3 separate regions of the Mus musculus genome follow, and regions 1 and 2 are each linked to region 3. The links are chromatin contacts, called in public promoter capture Hi-C maps. All regions are on one chromosome and are shown on one strand. The core of a region is the stretch at or near the end of the contact, and the rest is flanking DNA. Distances in the headings are between cores, read along the strand shown.

Region 1 (3,621 bases), core at 259-2,758, 260 kb before region 3:
ACCCATTCCCCCAAATTGTCTTTGTCCTTTGACCTCCTATATACTCACACCCACACTTCCCCATACACACAAAGAACAGAGGGGAAGGGACCAGAGACCGTGTATCTTAGTAAGCTGTGCATCTCAGGCACAGCACAGCATCTTCAGACTCACCAGAAAAGGGCATCAGATCTCATTACAGATGATTGGGAGCCACCATGTGGTTGCTGGAATTTGAACTCAAGTCCTTCAGAAGGGCAGTGAGTGCTCTTAACCGCTGAGCCATCTCTCCAGCCATCCTGTTTATTTTATTTTATTTTATTTTATTTTATTTTATTTTATTTTGGTTTTTTTGAGATAGGGTTTCTCTGTATAGCCCTGGCTGTCCTGGAACTCACTTTGTAGACCAGGCTGGCCTCAAACTCAGAAATCTGCCTGCCTCTGCCTCCGGAGTGCTGGGATTAAAGCCACCACGCCTGGCTTCACCCTGCTTGTTTTTAATAACAAAAATAGTGCTGTTTGCTAATAAAAAAAAAGTCATACAACACGGAAGCACACGGTGTTCCAGTCTTAAACCACGGGTGTTACTACACTCTCCTTCGCCTAAGCTTCATTGAGTCGTCCCCCGCAAATCTTGGAAGCCAGATGCTTGTATTATCCCCCTTTAACAGATGAGTGAATAGAGGTTTAGTGAGATTGCCTGGTCCTACGATCACAGAGCAGGAAGCAAAGAGGCAGGACCCTCAAAAGCCCGGGCAGCTCAGACATGGCCAATCACCCAGCAGTGACTCCGTAAGAGGGATTCTTAAGCAAAAGGCAGGAACTTTGTTTGAAAAACTAGTATTTGCTAAACCAGGTGTGGTAATACATACCTGAAATACCAGCACTTAGGAGCCAGAGGCAGAAGTAGAAGTTTAGGGTCCTCTTGCAAATTCACACAGAGTGCAGCTTGCACTGGGCAGAAGTTCAGGCCACAGTTAACCTTACCCCTCCTTTTTTTTAGGCCCTAGCCAGAGGTATGCGGCTACCCCGTTTCTCCAGCACTGTCATGCTTTCGCTCCTGATGGTACAGACTGGCATCCTGGTCTTCCTGGTCTCCCGGCAAGTGCCATCGTCCCCAGCAGGCCTTGGGGAGCGTGTGCACGTGCTGGTACTGTCCTCGTGGCGCTCGGGCTCGTCCTTCGTGGGCCAGCTCTTCAGCCAACACCCCGATGTCTTCTACCTGATGGAGCCGGCTTGGCACGTCTGGGATACGTTGTCGCAGGGCAGTGCCCCCGCACTCCACATGGCCGTGCGTGACCTGATCCGCTCAGTGTTCCTATGCGACATGGACGTATTTGATGCCTACCTGCCCTGGCGCCGCAACATCTCGGATCTCTTCCAGTGGGCGGTGAGCCGCGCATTGTGCTCACCTCCGGTCTGCGAAGCCTTCGCTCGTGGCAACATCAGCAGCGAGGAGGTGTGTAAGCCTCTGTGCGCAACGCGGCCCTTCGGCCTGGCTCAGGAAGCCTGCAGCTCCTATAGTCACGTCGTGCTCAAGGAGGTGCGCTTCTTTAACCTACAGGTGCTCTACCCGCTGCTCAGCGACCCTGCGCTCAACCTGCGCATCGTGCACCTAGTGCGCGACCCGCGGGCCGTGCTGCGCTCCCGAGAGCAGACAGCCAAGGCGCTGGCACGGGACAATGGCATCGTCCTGGGTACCAACGGCACGTGGGTGGAGGCGGACCCCCGGCTGCGCGTGGTCAACGAGGTATGCCGCAGCCATGTGCGCATCGCAGAGGCAGCCTTGCACAAGCCGCCGCCCTTCTTGCAAGATCGCTACCGCCTGGTGCGCTACGAGGATCTGGCCCGGGACCCACTCACCGTAATCCGTGAACTCTATGCCTTCACCGGCCTGGGTCTCACGCCGCAGCTCCAGACTTGGATCCACAATATCACGCATGGTTCAGGGCCAGGCGCGCGCCGTGAAGCCTTCAAGACCACATCCAGGGATGCGCTCAGTGTATCCCAGGCCTGGCGCCACACGCTGCCCTTTGCCAAGATTCGCCGGGTCCAGGAACTGTGCGGGGGTGCACTGCAGCTGCTGGGTTACCGGTCTGTGCATTCGGAGCTTGAGCAAAGGGACCTCTCTCTGGACCTCCTGCTGCCAAGAGGCATGGACAGTTTCAAGTGGGCATCGTCCACGGAGAAGCAACCGGAATCTTAGAATTTTAGTGGAGAGACCCAGCTATAACATTAGGGTCTATTGGAGTATGATAAAGAAAGGGCTTGGAGAACCCAAAAGCAAGTAGCTGGGAGTGTGAGTGATCTTGTCCTGTACTAGGAAAGGATGGAGTCCAAATCCCACATCTCTTTCTGTCCAGATTGTAGTTTTCGGTTGGGTCTTTTAGGATTTGGATTCCCACCAAGTACTATCGAATGGAAAGCAAAAGCTGTGCCCACTTCCTTCAGAGAGGCAGCCAGCCTCCTACTAAAGCACTTCCTTTCTCGTTGACTCTCTCCCCTCTTTGATCATACCATGCAATCGCAGAGAATGGGGTCCCAGGCCTGCTCTGGAGTGCGGGAAAGGCGCGGCTGTGGGCTGGCTCCTAAAATCTGTGCACCTGCCTCTCGTTGGCTCACCCAGACCTCTGCTCACTGCCACGCCCTAGTATCTCAGTCCATCATAGACTTGGACAGTTATGGGCCTGGTCAAGGAGGAAAATGAGACGATGCTTCCCTCTGTGATTCTCTGCCTGACCTTCTAGAAGGGAATCCAGGCACACACACAACCATACCTGAGGAGGATGGCTTTTTAATGAATCTTTGATTTGTCCTGAGATGAAAGATCCTAATTTATGGAAATAAACATAAATATGCTGCGTGATCCAGATTATAGCCTATTGTGTTTGAAAAGCATCTTAAGAAGTAAGAGGAAGGGCTGGTGAGATGGCTCAGCGGTTAAGAGCACTGACTGCTCTTCCAAAGGTCCTGAGTTCAAATCCCAGCAACCACATGGTGGCTCACAACCATCCGTAACAAGATCTGACTCCCTCTTCTGGAGTGTCTGAAGACAGCTATAGTGTACTTACATATAATAAGTAAATAAATATTAATAAATAAATAAAATTTTTAAAAAAGTAAGAGGAAGCCGGGTGTGGTGGCACATGCCTTTAATCCCAGCACTTGGGATGCAGAGGCAGGTGGATTTCTGAGTTCGAGGCCAGCCTGGTCTACAGAGTGAGTTCCAGGACAGAGAAACCCTGTCTCAAAAAACCAAAACCAACCAAACAAACAAAAGTAAGAGGACTTATTCAAGGTCACATTTTAGGAGAAATGAAGGAAGGAGCTGGATTAGCTCTTTGCCCTGGGGCTGCAGTGGGTAATTCAGGTTTTCATAGCTCTGTGTCCTAGCAGCAATAATCTCTAGCTATACTTTCCCCCTAGAAATACAGCTAGGGGGAACAGGAAATGCTAAGATTCTGGGTCCAGAGCCAAGAATCCAAAGCATAACCTGGAGGAGCCTAGAAGAAGACAGAGAAAGGAGAGAGCTGGGGAGGTCTGGGCAGCAAGCCAAACACAGCCAATGTCTGGGAGGCGCGTGGGGGCAGGTCGTGGGGTGCCTGGAACTCAGGCTTACTAGGAGCTTAGAAGAAAAGATGG
Region 2 (3,621 bases), core at 462-2,961, 280 kb before region 3:
ACTTTAATAGCCGTCCTCTGCCAGTGCCCTGCCTAAAGACGCTGGCGCTTTTGTTAGGTCTTTGGCAAAAGTCCCCTAGTAACAGAAGATTTTTTTTCATTGGAATCCATATGGCAAGTGGGAGGCTCAGGCTGGAAACTTACAACTGTGTTTGGTGAGTATCAGCTTTTCAGATCAGATGTTGGGTGGTTCTAAGCCTACTTGGCACAGAATGGCAAAAGGAAAAATAGTGGAAATATATACAGAATTGCAGCTGAGCTCTAACCCAGAGTCTGAGTTGATTACTCATCCCGGGAAGGTGGATGGGGAAAGGTCTGATTTTGTCACTTGATCCGTTCAGATTCTGTTTGAGTGAGGTGAGGCCTGGGTCCCCCCTACTCTGTTCATTTCTCCCCCCCCCCCCCCACTTCTTCACATTCATGCATTTCAAAGTAAGTTTTGTACATTTTTGGCCAGGTAAATTCTAAAAGTGTCTCCTGGAGAAAATATGTAAATCTCACGAGCCTCGATTAAACTTATTTAATGTTATGGAAACAGGGTCTTGGAATGTAACCCAGGGTGGTCTTACACTTCAGGTAATCCTTCTGCCTCAGTTTCTCAAGTGCTGGAATTAATTACAGGAATGATTCACCAAACCTGACTTTAAATTTTTGTTTTACTTTTCAAAACAGGGTTTCTCTGTAGCCCTGGTTGTCCTGGCACTCACTCTGTAGACCAGGCTGACCTCGAACTCAGAGACCCACTTTCACATCCCGTGTGCTGGAATTAAAGGCCTGTGCTGCTACCACCCAGCTCTGAAGAAAGTAACCGCCATCTAACTTTACCCAGAAGTTAGTAGACAGCATTCTCTTAGAATGCAGCTATTTATTTATTTATTTGTTTATTTATTTTTGTGCTCATTGTAGCTTCCCCGCCCCCTGTGGTAAATACCACTTCTTTGAAAGTTATATATAAATCTTCATTGTTGGTTTATTTCCTTAAGATAGATTCAGAAAGAAGTTACTAGCTCAGAAAACTCATGGTCATGGTTAAGGATCCTAATTTTATCTTGCCAAGCCGCAAGCCCGGAAAGGCTCCCAGAAGGGACTTGAACCCCCACCACGGATTTACAAATCTCCCACAAAGCCCTGCCTTCTGCATATGCTTGGGCTCTGCCCTATTACTTGTTAAGAGGAGAAATCTCTTTTCTGCGATGTGTCCAGTGTTTATCTGGACCTGCACCTCTGGGTAGAGGCGTGTACCCGAAGGGGATGGCAGCTGCAAAAACTACCTGTTCCCTCGGCCCCTCCCGACTCCGCTGTTGTTTAGGAGGCATCCTGGTCCCCCTGGCATCAAGGTGTCTGTTTGGATAGTTGCAAAGATGCCACCCTCAGAGGAGGGGGCAAGATAAAGATTCAATTTCCTGCACAAGGGCCTTTTGTCCTCTGGAAGCTTCTTCCCTCGGGACAGATATTTTCGGTCCATTAGTGGGGCCGAGCGGTGGCTCTGCCAGCAGGCTTGATGATCCATCCACCCCACCCCGTGGGGGGCGGTCAGTGTTCCGGGAGCCCACCTGTGTCCTCCACCTTCCTGCCCTCGCCCCCCTCCCCCGCCCCCGGGCGTGGCCCACCACGGTCACGCCTGGGAAGGATAGAGGAGCCCTAGGCCAACTGGCTGCCTCCTTGCTCCGATCCCGCCCTGGCTCCCGCCGGCGGCCCCAGGCAAAGAGCCACCACCGACTGAGCGGCTCTTTGTGTGCGCCCTGGGTGCGCAGCGCAGAAGCGCAGCGGGCAGCGCAGGTAGAGCGGGGCCGGGACGGGGGAGGGGACGGGGTGCCTGCTCCAGGGTGGGGGGCCCGGGTCTTCGTGATAACTAAGGTTAAGGATAACTAAGGACTCCTGCACCCCAACATCTCGTTCTTACTGCTCTTCCGGGATTCCTATCTGGTTTTCTCCAAGTGTTTCTTATATGTTAGTACCCCATCGGTGCCCTCTAGATTCCCGGGCCGATGTCACTGGATGTCCCTTCTTCGCTGTGGGATCGTAAGAACGGAGTCTGTCCCCGTGGATTCCCAGGGAAGAAGGACTGCTTGTGGGGTAGAAATCGGAAGGGACCAGTCCTAGGAGTCTTTGTTGAGCCTGGGGAGAGAGCGGTTCTCCTCTGGGCGGCAGGGCCAGTTCGTGGGCAAACTCCAAGCTTTCGGGTATAGATGAGTAATCAGGTCTCCAGGTGGGATGTTCCATTTCAAGGAGGGATTTGGACTGAACTGGAGACGCAGCTCTCGTAGCTCACCGGTCTGACAGCTTAGCCAGGCTTGGTGGCGAGAGTGAATTGTGTATAATGTGTGTCATAGTGACAAGTTATGGTTCGCAGGGCTCTTGGAAATGGTCAGTCCGCCAGGGGCTTCACCCCTCCTTTCCCTCTCCCATCCACTAGTAGTGCATCATTTTAAGCTTGCTCAAGAGCTTTGTCACAGAATGCTGAAGAAAAAAATTAGTTTGCAACCAGATCTAGAATTTGGGTCTAGTGGCTTGGCTTTTCGATGTTCAGTCTTGGACACAGCAGTGGGTTTTCTTGGCCGCAGTATGTGCTGTGCGCACCCCAAAAAATGTTCCTTTCTCTTTCCTCCTAATACATAGCAGGAAGGGGAAACAAATTCAATTCCCCCCACACTTCGGAAGGAGGGCTTAAGGGTTCTGGGATTTGAGGCCTGATTACTTGGTACGGTCCAGGCTGTCACTGTAGCCCAGGGTGGCCTGGCCTCCAACTCATAAATTCTGGGATTACAGGACTGTGTTGCCATGCTCTTAGCTAAATACACCAAATGCTGTCTTTTTTTTTTTTTTTTTTTTTTTTTTTTTTTTTTTTTGAGACAGGGTTTCTCTGTGTAGCCCTGGCTTTCCTGGAACTCACTTTGTAGACCAGGCTGGCCTCGAACTCAGAAATCCACCTGCCTCTGCCTTCCGAGTGCTGGGATTAAAGGCGTGCGCCACCACGCCCGGCTAAATGCTGTCTTTTTAAAGATGAGGGAATTGAGGCTCGAACACGGGGGGGGGGGGGGGGGGGGGGGTAGGGGGGGAGGCTGGGGCTAGGCTGACTGGAAGCCCGGGTGCAGAAAGAGCTACATACAGGGAAGAGAAGACAGTGGGTGGGGTGACTCGTTCTAGTCTCATTTTACGAAGGAATCTGACATAGGCTATGAACCCAAAAGCCAGGCTTCCAGCCATGATTTCTCAGTCTTCTGTGTTGTGTGCACTTGTGTTTTCTCTGCCTGTACTAGCTGCCTTTTGTTAGAGTCAGAGGGTCATCAAAGTCTGTCTGGACTGCTGTGCTAGGGGTTTTCTTATGTGAGGAATTTCTCTTAGGTTCATAGAATAATATAATTATGACTCAGATCACAAGATCACCTGACTAGTGGTTTTGTTTTTTGTTTTTTGGGGTGTTTGTTTGTTTGGTTGGTTGGTTTTTTGTTTGTTTGGGTTTTTTTGTGGTTTTTTTTTGGGTTTTGGTTTTTTGGTTTTTCGAGGCTGGGTTTCTCTGTATAGCCCTGGCTGTCCTGGAACTCACTCTGTAGACCAGGCTGGCCTCGAACTCAGAAATCTGCCTGCCTCCCAGGTGCTGGGATTAAGGGCATGCGCCACC
Region 3 (3,515 bases), core at 460-2,959:
CCCCTCCCCTCCCTTTTCTTTTCTTTTCTTTTCTTTTCTTTTCTTTTCTTTTCTTTTCTTTTCTTCTTTCTGTCACAGTATGAGAAAAGAAACTCATACACAAGTCAAAATGGAGTCACTTGCGCTCAATGCCACACAATCCGAACAAAACTGTAAGGAAACATGTAGGATCCCATCAGGCTAAGGTTCCCAGAAACTATAAATTCCAGTCTGAGTCATTGTAAGGAGAGAATCCCTGAGAAGGAGGGTGGTAGTGGGAAGTGTGTGGGATGTTTCATAAGAACAAAACGTAACAGTGCTCAGTCCGTGACACTGGAGCTGTGTGTACCACGACATCGACAGAGTGTCCCATCTGCTTTAACCTTACCAGGAAGGCCAGATTGACTTCAACCCATCAGCTCCCCTCCTGTTGTCCCTGTTTTAGAGAACCCACTGTCCGCTGGGGGGTTTCGTTCAATTCTGTAGTCTTGGAGGGTGCCCCAATCCAAAAAGAGCAAATAAAAGCAATTAGATCTATAACTAAATTTGCTATTTTAAGGATTTCTTTTTAGTTTATAGGTATGAGTGTTTTGCCTGTGTATTTGGCCCACAGAGGCCAGAAGAGGGTGTTTGATTCCCTGCTTGGGATTTGAGTTACAGATGGTTGTGAGTCATCCCATGTGGGTGCTAGGAATTGAACCCGGGTCCTCTGCAAGAGCAATCAGTGCCCTTAACTCTGATGCTATCTCTCCACCACCCCATTCCCTATAACTAAATTTGTCATTTTGTCTTGTTTTGTTTTCTTTTGTTATGGCTCAGGCTGGCTTCATCTCATCCTCCTCCTAACTCAGACTCTCTGTGTGGGTTTACAGGTGCATACCATAAGGCCTGGCTGGCATGATTTTCTCTTTTTACATATTCATCCAAATGTGGTTGGTGAATTAAGAGAGAACCACCAACTCCACGAAGTTGTTTTCTGATCTCTACGCATGCACTGTGGCGCGTATGTTCCTCCATCATGCACACAGACACAATAAAGCTGGATAAAAAAACTAAATAAATTAGGAGTTTGTATTCCTGACCGGAAGGAAGAGAGTCATTGGGAGGTAGTTTAGCTCAGTGGTGGTAGCAAAGGCTCTTCTGGAATTGCTGTGGGAGTTGTTTGGAACCAACAGGATGGTCTTGGAATTAATCTCCTTCCCTGCTTTTCCTTAGCACTCCTCTGCAAGGCGGCCTTTCTGGGCACTGCACTATGCTACCCACTCTGTCCCAGAATGACCTCTGGAGTTTCCCTCTTCGTGGTCATGGTGGCAAGTCTACTCTGTGGCATGCTGTTGAGGCTTGCAAGGTGAGGAAGGCTCTGCCTGACAGGGAGTCAGGAGATGATTCAGGGAGTAGGGCACAGTGTATGTGCCAAGGTTGCAGGCCGGCCTGAGCTCTGGAATGGAAAGGAAAACTGCAGCTTAGAGATCAAAGAAGAGGCTGGAAGTGTAGAAGACAAAGTCCGAGTGCCCGGTGGGACTTGAAAGCCTCCGTACACGATGTTTGTTTGGAGGGCTCTTCGGGGAGCAGCAGTTAGTTGACTTGTAACACGTGAAGTAGCTGTTGTCCTTCTTTTCCAGATCTGCAGAGGCCACCTTAAACCGGCTCCACCTTAAGCAGGCTCCACCCAGGGCAGCTATTGGGCACAGCGAGAGGCAGGCTGGCAAGGCTTCCTCTCCGCCTAGTTATTCTCCCCTTAGCTGCGGTCTGGCTATGGCCATGCTCCTTCGGGTGGCCACCCAGAGGCTGTCTCCCTGGAGGAGTTTCTGCTCCAGGGGGTCGCAGGTATAAGTCTACTTGTGGATGGGGTCCCAGAGGGTGGAGAGCCCGACGTAATGTCCTCGGGGCTCAGTGACGTCACCTTGCAGGTTGACCAGCCCCTCATTCTTCCCACCCGGCCACAGGGCAGGTCTGTGGCTCCCTCCGACTGTCTTTCCGATGACCCCCTCGCACTTTTCTCCCCTGCAGGGTGGACTCAGCCAGGACTTTGTGGAGGCTCTGAAGGCAGTTGTAGGGAGCCCCCACGTGTCCACTGCTTCTGCAGTCAGAGAGCAACACGGGCATGATGAATCGATGCACAGGTATCAGAAGGGACTGAGGGTCCCTGTCTCTCTGGTCACCTGTTTGGAGTTCTGGCATCCTTACACGGAGAGGTGCTCTCTGCCCTGATCTGCTGAGGTCCCTGTCCTTGGGTCCTTAAACCATTGCAGGTTCCTGGATAAGAGAGGGTGAGAAGCTTCCATCCTTTTCAAACCTCTGGGCCTGCCTGCTTCTAGGTGTCAACCTCCTGATGCTGTGGTTTGGCCTCAGAATGTGGACCAGGTCAGCCGAGTGGCAAGCCTGTGCTACAATCAAGGTGTTCCCATCATCCCATTTGGCACAGGCACCGGTGTTGAGGGGGGAGTCTGTGCTGTGCAGGTATAGTGGGGGTGCCCTGGGTCTGGTCCCATTATACAGGACACATTTACAGCTCTCTTCACCTGCCATCCCAGAGCTTTGGTATGGTTGCTGCAGGCCTCAGCCATAAAATGGGGCTCTAGCGGGCTGCCTCGGGCCTAGAGACCTAGGTTGGGCAGCTGTTTTTGACTCCCTTGCTACCAGGGTGGAGTGTGCATCAACCTGACCCATATGGACCAGATCACGGAGCTGAATACAGAAGACTTCTCCGTGGTGGTGGAGCCTGGAGTCACCCGTAAAGCTCTCAATACCCACCTGCGTGACAGTGGCCTTTGGTTTCCTGTTGGTAGGCCTTGGACTAACCACAGAGTACCTGACCGAGGGCTTGGGGGCGTGGTCTGAGGGATTTCACAGGGCCCCATCTTTCCCACAAGAGGGAAAGGGCCTCTGCAGTTGCCCTCTCCAGCATTTCATTCTCTAGACCCAGGCGCAGATGCTTCTCTGTGTGGCATGGCAGCCACCGGGGCCTCGGGCACCAATGCTGTGCGCTATGGAACCATGCGGGACAACGTGATTAACCTGGAGGTAGTGCTGCCTGACGGCAGGCTGCTTCACACCGCAGGCCGGGGCCGCCATTACAGGTGAGCACTGCCTGACCCAGTTGCAGGGCCTCCTGGATTGGATCGGTAAGTGACACTCAGGAGCACCCTGCAACTCTGGAGGCTCAGCTGGAGTTGGCTCTCCCTGTGCAAGGCCTCTCTGGGTCATTAAACCACAAACTCTGTGATGACAATCTGGGGCTGCAGGAGATCAGACCAAACCTGTCTTCTAGCTATGGTGACTTCTGTAGTTGTAGTCGCTCACACGGCCTGGGCGCTCACCTACCTTGTATGTTCCTGGGCCCAGGAAGAGTGCAGCTGGCTACAATCTCACAGGACTCTTTGTGGGCTCTGAGGGGACCCTGGGCATCATTACATCAACCACCCTGCGCCTGCACCCTGCGCCGGAAGCAACGGTGGCTGCCACCTGTGCGTTCCCCAGTGTTCAAGCGGCTGTGGACAGCACAGTTCAGATCCTCCAGGCTGCAGTGCCCGTGG

What was found. Promoter capture Hi-C pulls out the DNA fragments that hold promoters and counts their contacts.
Region 1: a promoter capture Hi-C map of embryonic stem cells shows a contact between it and region 3. The contact joins the enhancer-like site here to the promoter of Ldhd in region 3. A contact is called at or near these places in 2 of 39 promoter capture datasets (embryonic stem cells and pre-B cells), 2 of 115 datasets of contacts at active chromatin or transcription factors (both in embryonic stem cells) and 1 of 9 other capture datasets (liver).
Region 2: a contact with region 3 is called in a promoter capture Hi-C map of stem cell-derived epiblast-like cells, with 2.3 times the contacts expected there. The contact joins the promoter of Chst5 here to the promoter of Ldhd in region 3. A contact is called at or near these places in 5 of 39 promoter capture datasets (cranial neural crest, embryonic stem cells, hippocampal neurons and 2 more) and 1 of 115 datasets of contacts at active chromatin or transcription factors (embryonic stem cells).

Annotation. Positions count from the first base shown.
Region 1 is chr8:111,888,363-111,891,983 of GRCm38.p6, reverse strand. It overlaps Chst5 (carbohydrate (N-acetylglucosamine 6-O) sulfotransferase 5), which reads left to right. Exons shown (of 2, transcript NM_019950.2): 2 at 983-2,849. The coding sequence starts at 998. The coding sequence ends at 2,185. Among named protein-coding and RNA genes, the nearest start is that of Tmem170, 13 kb to the right of the region's middle. Within about 2 kb of position 1,508, at least 25 of the 459 cell types and tissues checked have an H3K27ac peak or open chromatin away from gene starts, as enhancers often do. A contact at or near this core is called in embryonic stem cells, where this site is marked.
Region 2 is chr8:111,908,289-111,911,909 of GRCm38.p6, reverse strand. Chst5 (carbohydrate (N-acetylglucosamine 6-O) sulfotransferase 5) reads left to right here and starts at 1,711. Exons shown (of 2, transcript NM_019950.2): 1 at 1,711-1,778.
Region 3 is chr8:111,628,530-111,632,044 of GRCm38.p6, reverse strand. Ldhd (lactate dehydrogenase D) reads left to right here and starts at 1,709. Exons shown (of 11, transcript NM_027570.4): 1 at 1,709-1,806; 2 at 1,990-2,102; 3 at 2,298-2,439; 4 at 2,623-2,764; 5 at 2,900-3,059; 6 at 3,325-3,515. The coding sequence starts at 1,735.